2 separate regions of the Rattus norvegicus genome follow, and region 2 is linked to region 1. Evidence: chromatin contacts called from public Hi-C data. All regions are on one chromosome and are shown on one strand. The core of a region is the stretch at or near the end of the contact, and the rest is flanking DNA. Distances in the headings are between cores, read along the strand shown. Region 1 overlaps LOC103691412 (a long non-coding RNA gene). Region 2 holds the start of LOC102554306 (a long non-coding RNA gene).

Region 1 (7,125 bases), core at 1,097-3,596:
TATTATTTAGCCCTGATGTGAACAGAAAAGTGGATCGTGTGTGCTTTAAAATGGTGGAATTTCTCTGTGTCAGCATGCCAACTGGTACCAAGAACTCAGCATATTATACCCTGGGCCGTTGAAAGTTGCTTGATTTAGAACAGAAAATTAGGTCAGTATAGTAGTTTATTTCATAAGAAACATGAAAACGTTTGCTATAAAAACATAGATATGAGTGGTTATTGTGACTTGTGTGAAGGGTGGAGACGGAGTCCTGGTGTGTTTTGGTCTCCCTTGATATAGCCCTCCCTTTAGTATAGAATTAAACAAATGAAAACAGACTGAACTCCTAGATTGGGTCTGTGCCCTTTGTCACATGTGTCCATGGTCTAGTGTCTCCAGGAGAGGTTCGCTTATCCCATTCCCTTCGTGTTGAGAACACGAAGGAACGGGTACAAGAGTGGCAATGTTGATCAGAAAACATTATGTGAAAATGAGATGGGTACATTTGAAGTCTGCTTAAATCCATAGTTGGTTGTCTAGGGCGGGAGCCTTGATGTGTGTAAGTTGGCAGTCTGAGGTGAATGAAGCTCTTGGGAAGAGAGGAGGCTTCCTGAATTTTGAGTGGCTTTCCCTTCAGCTCCATGGAACTACAAGAACACCTGTGTGCATCTACTTGAAGGGGTGTGTGTGTGTGTGTGTGTGTGTGTGTGGTGTATGTGTGTGTAAAACATTTGATCAAAAATACATTTGTCAAAATCGGTCTCATTATCTGTTGGAACCAGGTATCACGTCATTAACTGCCCAGGATAACTCAAGAGAGGAAGCAGCATCGTTAGCTCTGATAGCTTCTTTCATTTCTCTGGCCCTTTACAGAACTCCTTTTGAGTAGGGCGAGGCTGAATTTTCTCCTCTTCCTTTCTTGATTCTGGCATACAAAACCATTCTCCCACTTGAGCCATCTGCCGCAGGTGTAATGGATGGCAGGGGGCCCGACCTAACTACACTCCAGTCTCTTCCAGATCCTCACCGCTCGGCACCAAACAAATGAGTCCTGTTCCGCCGCTAGGGTGCCGAGGTGGATGGTGGACGCTGGCTCCAGCCTTTGGAAACACTCGACGCTTAGAAACTAGAACCAGCTGACAAAACAGGCAACACACAGGCGCCCCCCATCCCCGCTCCCCAATCTACACACAAATGGAAGATACGTACATAACATTTAAAAGCCCTTTTGATTCGCTCTTAATTCTTGCTAACTTCGAGCTGTCTTACTGATTACTTATAACCCCCCCCATACCCCACCCAGTGTGTTTGCGTGTACGGGGCACGCATGAATGTGCGTGTGTATTAAAAAAAACCGCTTATTGGTAGGTCAGCAACAGCTGATCAGTCATGGAGATCCAATAATCTTTTTGATTACATACGAATTTTCGTTAAAGTCATTCTTTATAAAAGGAAAAATAACACTATTCTGTACAATCTAGGGATCCTAGGTTAGGATCGAGGGGATGGTAGAACCAAAGAGCGCCCACCTTGCCAAACTTTCCCTTTTAAAGATCTGAGAGAAGAATACTTTCTCACTTCCTGAGGCCAAAGCGTCCCTTGAGCCAGGGTATGTAAGGAGGGGAGCTGCAGATAGTTAGGGAGAGGGCTTTAGAAGTTACAGCCGTCGCTGATTCCCTATGCAGGTTGGGAAGCAGCCCTGTGCGGCAGCCTGTGTTAGGAACTACAAGGAGGGCGAATGACACCCATGTGTTCCGGGACCCTTGTATTGTGGCCCTTCGCGACCTTCAGTCGATCCCAGTTTTAACCGCTGTTTGACTACCACCAGACTCTCAGATTTGGGCGGGGTCTGGACCCTTCCAAGTGGGAGCTCCTCCGGCCCCCAGAGTACTCACCTTTGGCGAGGCCTTGGCAAATCACCGCCCAGAAGCATCAAGTTTCCACTTCCCAGATGTACCAGATCCAGATTCCCTCCTGTCTTCCAGTCACCGCAGGCCTCTCTCTCTCTCTCTCTCTCTCTCTCTCTCTCTCTCTCTCTCTCTCTCTCTCTCTCTCTCTCTCTCCCCTTTCGGAGGCAAAACAGCTTGGTTATTCAGAAGAGGGGGAGGGGAAGGGAGAAAAGAAAAGAAGGGAGAGAGGGGGAGTGGAGGGTGAGGAGGAGAAGAACCAGAAGATAGTGCGGGCGTTGGTAGAAAAGGAGGAGGAAGAGGTGGAGGGATGGGAGGGTAGGGTGGAGTAACAGAAGATGGGGTGGGATGTGACCGCCAGGAATAAATTGCTCCCCACCCAGCTGCAGTGCGACGCCCCCAGCGTCTCTGGGGAGCTGGTGCGTCAGCTCCGGACTGGCCTAGGCGGGGCGGTACAAAAGCTAGAGCCGTAGGACCCCCTGCGAGGGCTTCCACCCAGTCCATCCAGCCCTCGAGGCCGCTTCCCCAGACAGCCTCCGTGCACGGGCAAGGTGGCTATCCACCGCCTTCACGCCACCGGGAACTTTTACTTCACCACCGGAGCCTAGCCATTCTGTTTGGTGTCAGAGTAGTGCGGAAGCCCGCAGGGCATCCTCACCCTCTCACCCTGGCGCTCTACCGCCCTAGCCAGAGCGGCTGCGGTCCGTTGAGTCGTGTTCCACCTCCAGCCCCCCTTCCCAAATGCCTGGGTTAAGCCGGATCCCCGACTCTCTGCTTTTCACCGGGCATCCCTGCCTCTTCTAAGCACCTTCCTCTTTTTTTGCTTTCTCTCTCTCTCTCTCTCTCTCTCTCTCTCTCTCTCTCTCTCTCTCTCTCTCTCTCTCTCTCCCCCCCCGTGTGTGTGTGTGTGTGTGTGTGTGTGCGTGTGTGTGTGTGTGTGTATGTGTATGTTTGTGCTCACGCATGAGCGCAGCGCGTGTGTGTATTTACGCGCGCAGCGCACGTTCTGGGCAAGAAAGAAGGTAAAATCCAGCACAAAAGTAGCTTTGGTCTCCAGTTTCTTGGAGATACGAGCAAGTTAAACGTATCGAGTATTTGACATAACATTTCGAAGTAAAAAGAAAAAAGACACAGGAGCTCCCCGGATCATTTAAACTAAGGTTTTACACTGCAAGGGTCATTTATTATTGTTAAGTAAGACGAAAATAAGCTGAAAATAAAAAGCGATCAGTAGTGCAGAAAGCAGGACATTTTGGCACCCGTCCGAAGCTGGGAGCGTTTGGATTTTCTTCAGTAGGAACTACCAGGATGGATAAAGGTGGAAGCCACAGATCCACACAAAACCGCTTCAGTACGTGATGGGATTAAAAATAGGACCTTGCTTTCCCCGACACAGACAACCCATTAGTTCTCTGTTAAACGCACTAAACCAGCCCCGTACAATGATTTCATGGACGCCTTTAATGCACAGACACGGGGGTACCACGGAGGGTGCACGCGATCGGTTTGAAAAATTGTGACGCATTCATAAAGAGAAAAAGTTTAAACATCGATATCTAAACACACGAGTGCGTTTTCCCAGACAACCATCCCTAAATACAGTGAGCTCCCCATCTTCACTTCCTTGCTGATCTCTAGATCCGACCTTGTACAGTAGGCCGCTAGGTTCCACATAACTCTACGTACATTCATCTGAATGGCACATCATAAAATGTCAGAGTGGGGGAGGGAACCCTTAAGGGGCGTGGAGAAGAAGCCTTTTATTAGCAATTATATTCTCCCAAAGCTGTTTAATTTCAATAATAGCAATGGTGTCGCGGTAACCATCTCGTTTCTGCCATTACAGTGAGACTACCAAATGGATCGCAACACTAAGGGGTTTTCACACTTAGTTGACAGACTACTGTTGTACTTTATGCACCTATGCTAGGGCAGGAAGAACTTCCTGGACATTATTTTGTTCAGCATCTGGTATAAGGACTCACTTGCCTCCAAACTTTATTTCAGAATAACAAGGATGTGGCTAATTTATGCCTACCATGGACTTAAAGTAAAATGGAAAACGAAGTTGTTCTTTGAAAAATTATGTTAATCGAAGGCAAATAAAAATATTTCCCTTGAGCAGAATGAGCTGACTAGGAACTCTATAAAGCGGAGGTCATATTTCACCGCTCTGACTGGGATTTCCAAGATTCTCTTGGAGAGCAGCAATAGGAAAACAAACGAAGAGCAAAGAGCCCAGCCTGTGCCCTTGCATCTCGGTGCCAAGAACAAACATCCCAGCCACAGCGGTGCCCCCCAGATGCTTCATAATGCTGCACTGATATGGATCCGGTGTCTGTGGATAAAAGTTCTGCATCCCACAGCATCTCCTAAACATTGTGAAGTGAGTGTTTGTATAAGAACAACATTCAGACTACAGTACAATGACAGGCCAGAGAGAGCCTTTATTGTGTGTCATTTAACAGTTGAGCAATAATTAACCACCCTTGCTTGTTGAATACTAATTGTAGATGTTTGGCTGTCTTTGTTTGAAATTATGAGACACTCACACAGGAGGTAAAAGGGTGTGACAATCACAGGTTTAGATTGCAGATGTTTAAGACATAGAGAAAGCCCACAGGTGCCTGCGGCTGGGTTTAAGAAAGTCCCCACAGCTTGCAAAACCTCTCCTTATACCTGAGATAGACAACTTCATAAATTGCACTCCAGTTCTTCTACTCAACTGGTATACATTGTCAGAGTTGCTTGTGCACACTCCCAAAATGGGCCAGACAGCTTACAGTAGACACCAGATAGCGGCTGACATCTCACACAACCCGCCTGTTGGCAAGCTGCAGAACTGTTTGGGAGGAAGTCAGTAAAGCCCCAAGGTGTGTCTGGCAGTCTGCTGCTGGCGCTGGGAGCATGGCTTCCATGAGAGACTTGGAAATGTGGCCTGATTCTGTGAGGAAGAGGGGGAAGAAGAGGAAAAGGCTTTCTCTCTCCAAATCCTGTCACTGACCAGACAGTTTTTATGTTAGACTGTTCTCCCCTGTCGCTACAGAATATTCCACTGGCCTAAAAGACCTACAGTTGAGGTTCATGTAGAGAGTCAAGCTTGCCCCCAAGTAGAGATAGCTATGGAGTGCTGCTGCATTCTTCTCACTGATAGCTCCTGTAAAAAACAATGGCTTTCGCCACAGCCAGGAAAGTCAGAACATTCACTACCAAGCAACACTGATTATGGCATAGTAATGGCGCCAGTTGAACCTTTACCACCACAAGAAACGCTTTTCCTGCCAATCTCTCAGAGACTTGTAAGAAAAGTAGTTTGCAAGTAGTCACTGCTGATAGTTCTTACAATAATTAACAGTGAGCTCAAGGGCGTTCTGAGGTCATAGAAATATCAACAGAGAGAGATTGCCTGTTTTCTAGCGGGAACTCTGTAAGTGGGCATAGTCTACAGAGATGGGACTTCATTCATGTGATGGAACCAAGCCTTTCTAACCTGTGAGTTTTTGCCTAAATTCACCAATCTGAATTAAGGAGCCAGGATTCACAGCCCCCCCTGTGTATTGCCACTGCATACCCAACTCTGTGCCCTGTGTGCCCTGTGGTCACCATGTGGATATTCTGCTACAATTCTCTTACTGTTATTTTTTTAACCTGCCATTTTGATCACCTTGAATGAATATTCCTTTCAGAAATCAATGGAGAAGTTCAAATTTAGGCCTCATGTTCACCAGTTAAAAGCTATTCTGTTTGATCATAAAAAAAATTAGGGCCTCTCCCCTAATTCAGCATGTGACTTTTTAAGGCTCAAATAATTCCTTTGGTTATCCAAGGTTTCAATATCTGTGGGTGTCAAATTTCAGAATGGCAACAAAGTAGTGTCAGAAGGGATTGGTGATTGTTGAGTGGGGTCATTATTCTTCAAGTCTCCTACCTTTCTGCCTAATGAAACACCAGTTGGCCCTGTTGGAAATCTTCTCTAGTCACCAAAATTGGTATAATATATTCCACTCAGGGCTGTGCCTGCCACTTTACCTCTTAGAAAAGGTCCTGACTCAGTTCTTGCATTTAAATGTAGAGACTTGTCTCTGCACAGATTATTAAAGTTATAATACTCTTAAAGGAGTACATACATCTTACATCACTTTGGATGCTACACACACACACACACACACACACACACACAATTTAATTTTTTATCTACACTCACACTCATGCTCAGGAGAGGAGGGGTTCAGTAAGCTCACACAACGCATCAGGATAGAACCCCCACAGCTTCTAACAAGGAGGACAGCACTCCACACCCCCCATTTGCTTATCCTGCTTGGAATCCAGGGCACCTGCAAGGTCCTCAGGTGAGCGGCTGAGGAGGAGATGGCAGGCTGTCTGGCCGCTTTCCAGAGCACTTTGAGCTTGGCCGCCATTTCCCGTGTACTTTTCCTTCAAATCACACCTGCTTGACACAAATCCCGTATACCTGACACCAGATGTAGTCGAAAGGAAAAGAAAAGAGAAAGCCTCGCCCTCTCTAATTCCCTTTGGTAGGAACCCAGGCCACCAAATCCATTACATAATTCCAGCTCAGGCTGACACCTGTGCCCGCACCAGAGCGGGGTCCGGTTGCAACGCCTGCGCTGGGGACCCTGTCTTGGCCACAACACCGCCCAAAGCAAGCTGTGGCTGAATCAAGTTTGGGGTAGACTTTTTTGAAGGTTGGGCTGGATCCTAGAAGGGGATGTTTCAAGAACCCCCACCCCAATTTAGAGTTATGATACAAAAAATGATGTTTCAAAACCCCGGTGTCCGAAATCCCTCAGTGTTCCAGCTTCGACGAATTTCGGGATCTCTCCCTCCCACCTCAAGAAAAGTGGACTTTTTATTTGCTGCGGGGGACTTCTCCCGTGTCTCCTCATCTGCCTTCTTTTACTCCCCCCCCCCCATACTAAGGATGTGCACTTTGTTGGCGCTCACGGCCTAGCACGTAGATGCGGTTAGTAGCCCGACTGGTGCTCCCCTTCCTCGCGCCGCCCCCCCCCCGCACCCCCCGAAGACGGACAATGCCATTATCTGCCATTATTAACCAGTTCAAGAGAAGCCTTAGTCCAACCACAAACGCTCATCGTTTTGTCCGCCCGTGCCTGAACGGTTTGTGGGAAAGGTAGTTTAGTGAGCACTCGCGAGCCCATTCTCTCACAGGTTGAAGGCCCATGTCTTTGGGGGACCAGATAAAGAAACTCCAGTT
Region 2 (7,222 bases), core at 4,163-6,662, 660 kb before region 1:
TTTCCTATTAACCTATTTTCTCTCCTACCTCTGGTTGGTGAATTAGAAGAGGGGTGGAAGAGTTTAAGAACCCTAAATAAAGTAAGTTTTGAAAAAAAAAGTCTAAGCATATAGTCTCCTCCTTCTGATACTAATTCTTAATTGATAAAATTACAAGTATACATTTTTAGGCTTATATTGTTCCTAGAGTTTACAATTTTTATTCAACTCAATACTAGTTCCCCTTATGTTTGACAAATTCAAGACATAGGATACAATGCAGTCATAGAAGGAATTGTCCGCTCAAGCACTAAAAAAATCCAAATTACATAATAGAGAAGGTATGTAAAACACTGTAAAATATTATATGAAATAAAACGAAACAGACGAAAGACAATATGACAGTGTGCAAAGTAGGAGAGCTAGACGAGGTGCTAGGAAACCCATGTTCTGTTCTTGATCAGCAGAAAGGTGTGGAGGGTAGGCAAGGGCTTGTGGAAGGATGAATTCTTATCTGATTCATGCAGATTAGCTTATTGCTCTGTAGTTTCACCTGCTAAGGATGACAATATCCGGCTCCTATAGATGCGGTATAGATTAAATGAATTAAAGCACGTGAAGTGCTCCCTTTATGCTAAATAGTGTTTGCTCTAGTGTTTTATTTCATCTAATCCCCACCTAAAATGTGTCTAATTTTCACTATACTTCAGTATAAAATAAAGAAAATAATTGTTACATTGACCTGACTAATAAGTTTGTGGTGAGGATTTACAAGAAGTGGAATATGTGTGTGAAAGGGCTTTGATTACTGAGTGTATAATACCCAACTGCCCGGTTTTATTTAAAACTTTTTATAATGAACTCTCTAAGTCAGCAGGTGGCAGATAATTCCTCAGTGCAGCCTTTAAACATCTTGTACCTCGAAGCACCATTTGGAACCCATCCTAACGGCATAAAACTGTCAGCTATAACTTGCTGGAATCCTAGTCAGTGAAAATGTGAGAGAAAGAGTGAAACAGAAGAGGCAGCTCATTGCTTTGAATAATCATTTGACTGAGCTACCTTAGCCAATGAACCTGTAGGCCTTGATGACCACATTTTTTACATGATATTAGAGTCAATACAGGGAATTCAATCTCTTTTAAATGTTATCCACTTGGGATGTCTGTTGACATTTTGCAAAGCAAACCATAAATGTACTTAAACCAATGAGTAAAACATTAAAATTAAAAAGCAGCCTCTCTTTTCTCCAAGTACCGTTTTCAAATGGCACACAGAACTTTACACAAGCTCTGGGCACCTCTACTTGTAATTCCTAGGGGCAGTGGCATTCATCTGAGCATTAAGCAGCCTGGTCAGGTAGTGCTGAGTCAAGTCCATTCTGGAACTCTCCTCACTTGTGAATGCAGCACTGCCTCTGAGATGTCATTATTCCAGTGTGATGATAAAGCACTCATTTATACCGCTTTACAGGAGAGAGAACCAGAGTTTAAAAAGCCAGAGCCACCAATTTATATCAGGCTACTGTAACACCCTTGAACAGAATCTCATTTTAAAAGACTGCCTAGAAGAGAAAATGTTTAATCCTCGATCACAAATTGGTAGGTCCCGAAAAAATGTTTCTGCTCTTTTTTTTAATCTTTTTATTTTTCATTAGGGATCAAGTGTTGGCACTAAGACTTACTATTTCACTTATAGCAAAGCAGATCTCTTAATGGGAGAGCTACCACGAAGTCTCTGGGTGGGTTATGTAGCTTGACTGTGCTTATAAAGACAATTGCGGCATTAAGGACAATAGGAGGTCATTCTAAATTACTGATTTAAATGAAGGGCTGTACATGAACCAGTGTGGGGATATCAGCCCTTTCTCAAAACCATCACTAGCTTGGTTAGGAAACACTGGTTTGGATATGTTATAGTTAACTTAGTCTGGAAGTTGGTAGATGCTGTGACCAATACGTTTGACATGATTAATGAGTAGAATTTGTGACAGCAAAAAAAGTGCTTTTTTAATGGAGGAATCTTAAAACCACAAATAGCAGTGTGTGTATTCTTCTGATCTTTGATAAGGGATGGCATTATGCTACAGGTGGACTTTTTATTCAAGGTAGCCTAGAACCTTAAAGCCAAAATGTGACATTTACCTCTCTTGATTTATAGACTTTGTAGCCTTTACTTAAGAATTTATGCAAAGTCAACTCCCAGTGTTTCTTTTCTAAGTATGTCTATACTTGTACAGTTAGAAGACACAGATGCTATTAAAAACTAAGACAGGGAATAACATTCCAAGGCCCATGGACAACAAATGGATACAATTCTAAATAAAATTGAGGCCTGTTTGACTGATAAACTGTATTACACCAGAGCAGGACCCGTTTGGTGTTAACCACATTTCACAGCCCAGTTTGTCCTCCAGCCCATGCTAAGCACACCCAGAAGGAGAGCAGTTCGTCAGCATTTCTTCTCCATTTCCATGCCATCTGATACACTGTTGCCAAGACAAACGAGCTTATAAGCAGCCAAGAAAAGATGAGAGCTCTTTAAAATAAATCCACATGAAGCTCTTAGCAGGCAGGAATCCATCCCTATCTGACTCTGGAACTCTGAGGCAGACATTTAAATAACCATGGGCAAATTCAGCATCCAATCTATACAGCCCAGCTGTCAGTTTCTCGGGAAACCATGGAGAAATAAGCAAAAGGAAGCCAAACTCTAAAAGTAGACCAGGTATAGAAGTCATGACTATGAATCCATCCAAGAGTTCAGAATGCTGTTGTTGGTGACGCATTTGTCCTATACGGAACCTATGGAAACCATCAGTAGAGTTCAGTTTGAACCTGTGAGGACAAAGGTCGATGTTTCAATAAACGTTTTTGAAACAAGGCATAGTCCAAGACAGGGGAACCATGCTGTTCTCCAACCAGTATTTCTGGTTAATCTTTCTGCTCACCTCTGTACAAAAGCTTGGGAACCTGTGTGGTTTCTTCTACCTGTAGGTTTCAGCATTGCACTGTCTTTAATACTAGCTTATCAACTGAGCATCTGGGCAGAAATATCTGAATATATTTATCACATATAACATTGTAATTATTTACAGGGAATCTACAACATATGGGGAGGGAGAAACCAGTCCCTAAAATTAAGAAAGTACACAAACCTGGAAGGTTGAATTTAATTGACAGAACCCACATAAAGGTTCTGATGGACAAAGTTGATATAAGACTTCTGGTGAGCTAGCTCTCTGGTATATGCACCCCCAATGCTCACGCTCGTGGGTTCATATGAACGCAACAACAATAATGACAATAATAATAAAATTTAAAAAGAAACTGCATTTAGAACTCAAGAAGCTTTTAACTAAGCAGTGGAAAAAACTACTGAAACAGAAGGAGAAGCTGCTGCTACAACCAACCACACAGATGAAGACGAAACTCATTATGTTACATGAAAGGCACCCAATGAGAAAAGCAACACTATGCAGGATTCCATTTCTATGACTTTCGGGAAAGGGCGAAGTATAGGGATGGAGTCAAGGTCAAAGATCTGGGGTCTCAAGGGTAGGAGAAGAAGCTGCCATAAAGACAGCAAAGGAATTGGGGAGCTGTTGTTCCTGCTTCTGCAACTATTCCCTGCCTGTGAATTCATAAAGCTTACAGAATCGAGCACCCCAAAAGAGTGGCTCTCACTGTAGATTGAAATCTTAATTCAAGACTGTAAAAGCTTCTTGTGGGCTACACTTTTCTTTCCCCCATTCAGGAAAATTGTCTTCCGAGTATTCCGATTCCTTCTGCTTATCATATTCAAGATTTTAAATTTAGCATCAGCGCCAGCTTTTCCATAAAGCCTTCCCGTGAGTATGTTTCCTCATATTCTAGTTCTTTAAAAGGAATAAGCATTACTCATAGAGCTCGAATCGTTGTGACTAAAACATGTCCTCTCCTTCCTCCAGTTTCCACACCCCATTCCCCGACACGATGTTATGCTTCCTATCATGCATTTTCTGTGTTTTTGTGGTCTGTTACAGTATTATGTTAATAGACAGTAACATTGTATTAATATCACATTCTCTTGCGATTTGCTTTTTCATCCAACACTGCCTTCAAGATCGTCCATTCACTTTTAATTGCTGCCGCCCTGTATTCCACTATAGGAATGTACCAAGTCGCTGTTTCACTGCAGTCTGAGGGCTCTCGGGGCTGTTTCCGGTTGGGCTGTGAAGCACCACCTACAGATTTTCCTCCTGCTAGCGCCGGAGCAGCTCAAGGGCAGAGACCGCTCTGAGCTGCTGGGGTTTTTTGTTGTTGTTGTTTTTGGTTCTTTGGTTTTTTTTCTCCCTAATTTCCGTGGCACCTGAGAACTGGGAGATACATGAAGCGCTTCGCTTGGAAGATGCTCAGCACACAATACGCCCTGGATTTTAAAAAGCGGGTGGGGGGTCGGTAAATTATCTTAACAAAGTGCAGTTTTAAATTTGCTATGCCCTCCCTTCTCCACCGAGTAAGATTTGAGGGGAAACTGCTGCAATTCCCTTTAGAAAGTCCTCAAGGTATTTCGGGGCTGAAGTAGATCTATAAAACAAGGTCATTCCACAGTTCGGCTTTCTCCTTAGTGGATCTCCAAGCACTCTACAAGCGCTGTTTTCACGGTGACATTTCCCCCTACTTTTAAGTCAGTTCAGCGAGGTATTCAAAACTTGAAAACGTTTAGGGCGTCTCGAAAGGGCTTTGGACGCAGTCTGCATATGCATAATAGCATATTGGCCTTCTCACAGAATTATTATTTTTTCCTTTCCGTGGGCCCCAGGTCATGTTTCCGGAGTTATCGTTTAACTGCCCACCTCAAGCAGGTCCCGCGCCAACGCTCTCCGGGCTAGCCGCACTCCCCACCCTTCCTGCACCTAAGAAGATATAACGCCCTTTGATCTCCTCTCCAGTGCTTTGTGGCTTAAGGAACCTTGATGTGCAAGATAAATACAGACTGTAACTGTGGGCACGCGGAGCCATCTATCATCACCCTGCCTCTGGACGTGACCGGTACTTTGTGTATTTTAGAGAAATTAATCTGCTCTTTAGTGAGAGAAAGCCAAGGGAAGCATGCACCATCTTCCTGCAGACTCAACAGAGCATTTTCAACGTCTCTGGCTCCCCGCACCGCAAGCCACAAACTTGACCTTCGAGCGGATTTCAAAGGCAGAGGTTTCCTCCCTCTCCTTCTCTGACTCCTATGGCGCGCCTGGGCATCCTTGTGGATAGCAGCTGCCTGGACCAGAGCTGGGAACTACACGTCGAGGAGGCTGGGAGATACTAATGGGCGGCGTGGTGGGGGCTGGGGAGCGAGGAAAAGCTGGGCGGGAGGAGAGGGAGAGAGGAGGGAGTGAGAGGAGGGGTGGAGGGGGAGGATGGATCTGTCTGCATATGCATGAAGCACCCAGCACTGCCCTCTTCCCAAGCAGCTGCTGCTCTGTCGGAGGCAGAGGAGGGAGGGGGAAGGGAAGGGAAGGACCAAGATGGGCGGGGCTGCAGAAACTGCCGCTAAACTGGACGCTGGTTTGGAGGGCGAAAGAGGTGATTTGCATGGCGTCCGGTGATTGGCTGAGGTCCGGGGGCTGGGTCTGAGAGGCGGCCCCTGAATGGTTTAAGGAGAAAAATCTCTGAATTCTGATTTCTGAAAGTCGCAGCAGCGGGGTAGATGCAGTATGCGATCTGGACGCCAGGAGGCGCGATGTCCTATCTTTGTTCTGCTTAAAGGGTCCTTTTCCGTCCTCCCTCAGCCGTCCCCGCCCCCACCCCCACACGCAGGCTCACGCAGAAAGTGCAGAGAAACCCTGTGATCCAGTCAACTGGCACTGCCCCGTCTATTAAGAAAGATGAACGCTCCTTTCTCTTCCATCTCCTTCATGGGAGACCACTTTTCATTTCAGATTATCACATCAATAAATATCCTTCGAGGAACAAAAAAGGCATGTTGCCAAAAGATAAAAGAATATATGTGAGATGTGTGGACTGTAGAGAAAAGCACTACACGAAGGCAAAAGAATAGAAGCACGCATGTAAATAACGCACACAATCACATCAAGAACACAAAACACAAGGGCAGATACAGACAGATCACCCGGAGAGAACATGGGCTGCTCCCAAGGTCCTCAGAGTCTACATGCTTCTCACACGCTGAAGCACACACCCGCTGACGAGCCAATGGTCTTTCTGAACACACAAGCACACACAAGCACACACACGCACACGTACAGAATCCACACCTCAGAAAATGCATTCATGCAAATTCACACGCAGAGAAAATATTGCCGAAGAAATACTAGAGCAGAATTAAAATGGTTCATCCCCTCCCCCTCCAAAATATACTCAAGCAGAATGATTCTATTTGCATATTACTAATACACGCAGGGCGCTAAAAGGGGGAAAATGGCTCCATTTGAGGCACACACTAGAGAATACATGTATACAATACACACGCACGCGCGTCTGTGGGCGGGACACACCCACAGCCTGTGTCCTCCGCCCATGGGCACAGGCAGAGGACAGATCAGCAGCAGCGCTCAGTACAATTGTCGGAAAAAGAAACCCACCCTATTCAGCTATGAAACATGTCAGAGAGCCAAGGGTTTCTAAGACCCACACCAATACATTCTTGTTACCAAAGTGAGTTGGATTCAAAGAAATAATTAATGCATCTTAGATAATTGAGTGCTGGAACCTATTCGCTCAAACAATACTTCGAAATGACTTCAGCCTGAATATAGCTTTCTGAAACGCTTCTTTAAAAATCTCTAAGAAATTAGACATTCATTTGCTATGCTTTCCGTTGGTTTGTCTTTTATTATTTTTTTTGAAAGCACGGTAGAGACAGCATTTTTCTCTTTCTCCAAAAGACGGGAACTGATCTAGTTTTGTGAACCCAGGAGCTTCCCAGTTGTTTTCCCAGTAAAAAAAGGTGGCAGGGAAGGTCCTCTGCTTACCCTCCCAGCCAGACAGCACCACAAAAGGCATTATTACACACCCCAAATTGCAAGGGCTGTCTATATATTTACGAATCTGTTCAAATATTTAACCTCTTAACTTGCTAAATACCCCCCTCTTCTTCTTTTCTCCCTTGTGCTCTCTCTCTCCCCCCTGTCTGTCTTCTCTCCAGTCCTTTCTTTTTCTCTTTCTCTTTCTAAAAAGGAAAGGCATAGAAAGCCCCCTTTCTGGAGTTCTTGGCGTTAATGTCACAGTCTCCACCTGACACT

Evidence for each region. A called contact is a pair of places that touch in the nucleus more often than the background predicts.
Region 2: a contact with region 1 is called in a Hi-C map of prefrontal cortex, with 9 times the contacts expected there. The contact joins two enhancer-like sites. A contact is called at or near these places in 10 of 12 Hi-C or Micro-C datasets (the A7r5 cell line, the Rat2 cell line, Schwann cells and 6 more).

The regions. Positions count from the first base shown.
Region 1 is chr2:15,910,897-15,918,021 of GRCr8, reverse strand. All of the region lies in intron 1 of LOC103691412 (a long non-coding RNA gene), which reads left to right. It also overlaps a transcript of Mir9-2hg not described here. Among named protein-coding and RNA genes, the nearest start is that of Mir9-2hg, 7.5 kb to the left of the region's middle. Within about 2 kb of position 2,346, at least 53 of the 93 cell types and tissues checked have an H3K27ac peak or open chromatin away from gene starts, as enhancers often do. A contact at or near this core is called in prefrontal cortex, where this site is marked.
Region 2 is chr2:16,572,846-16,580,067 of GRCr8, reverse strand. LOC102554306 (a long non-coding RNA gene) reads left to right here and starts at 170. Exons shown (of 4, transcript XR_590807.4): 1 at 170-5,012. Within about 2 kb of position 5,412, at least 71 of the 93 cell types and tissues checked have an H3K27ac peak or open chromatin away from gene starts, as enhancers often do. A contact at or near this core is called in prefrontal cortex, where this site is marked.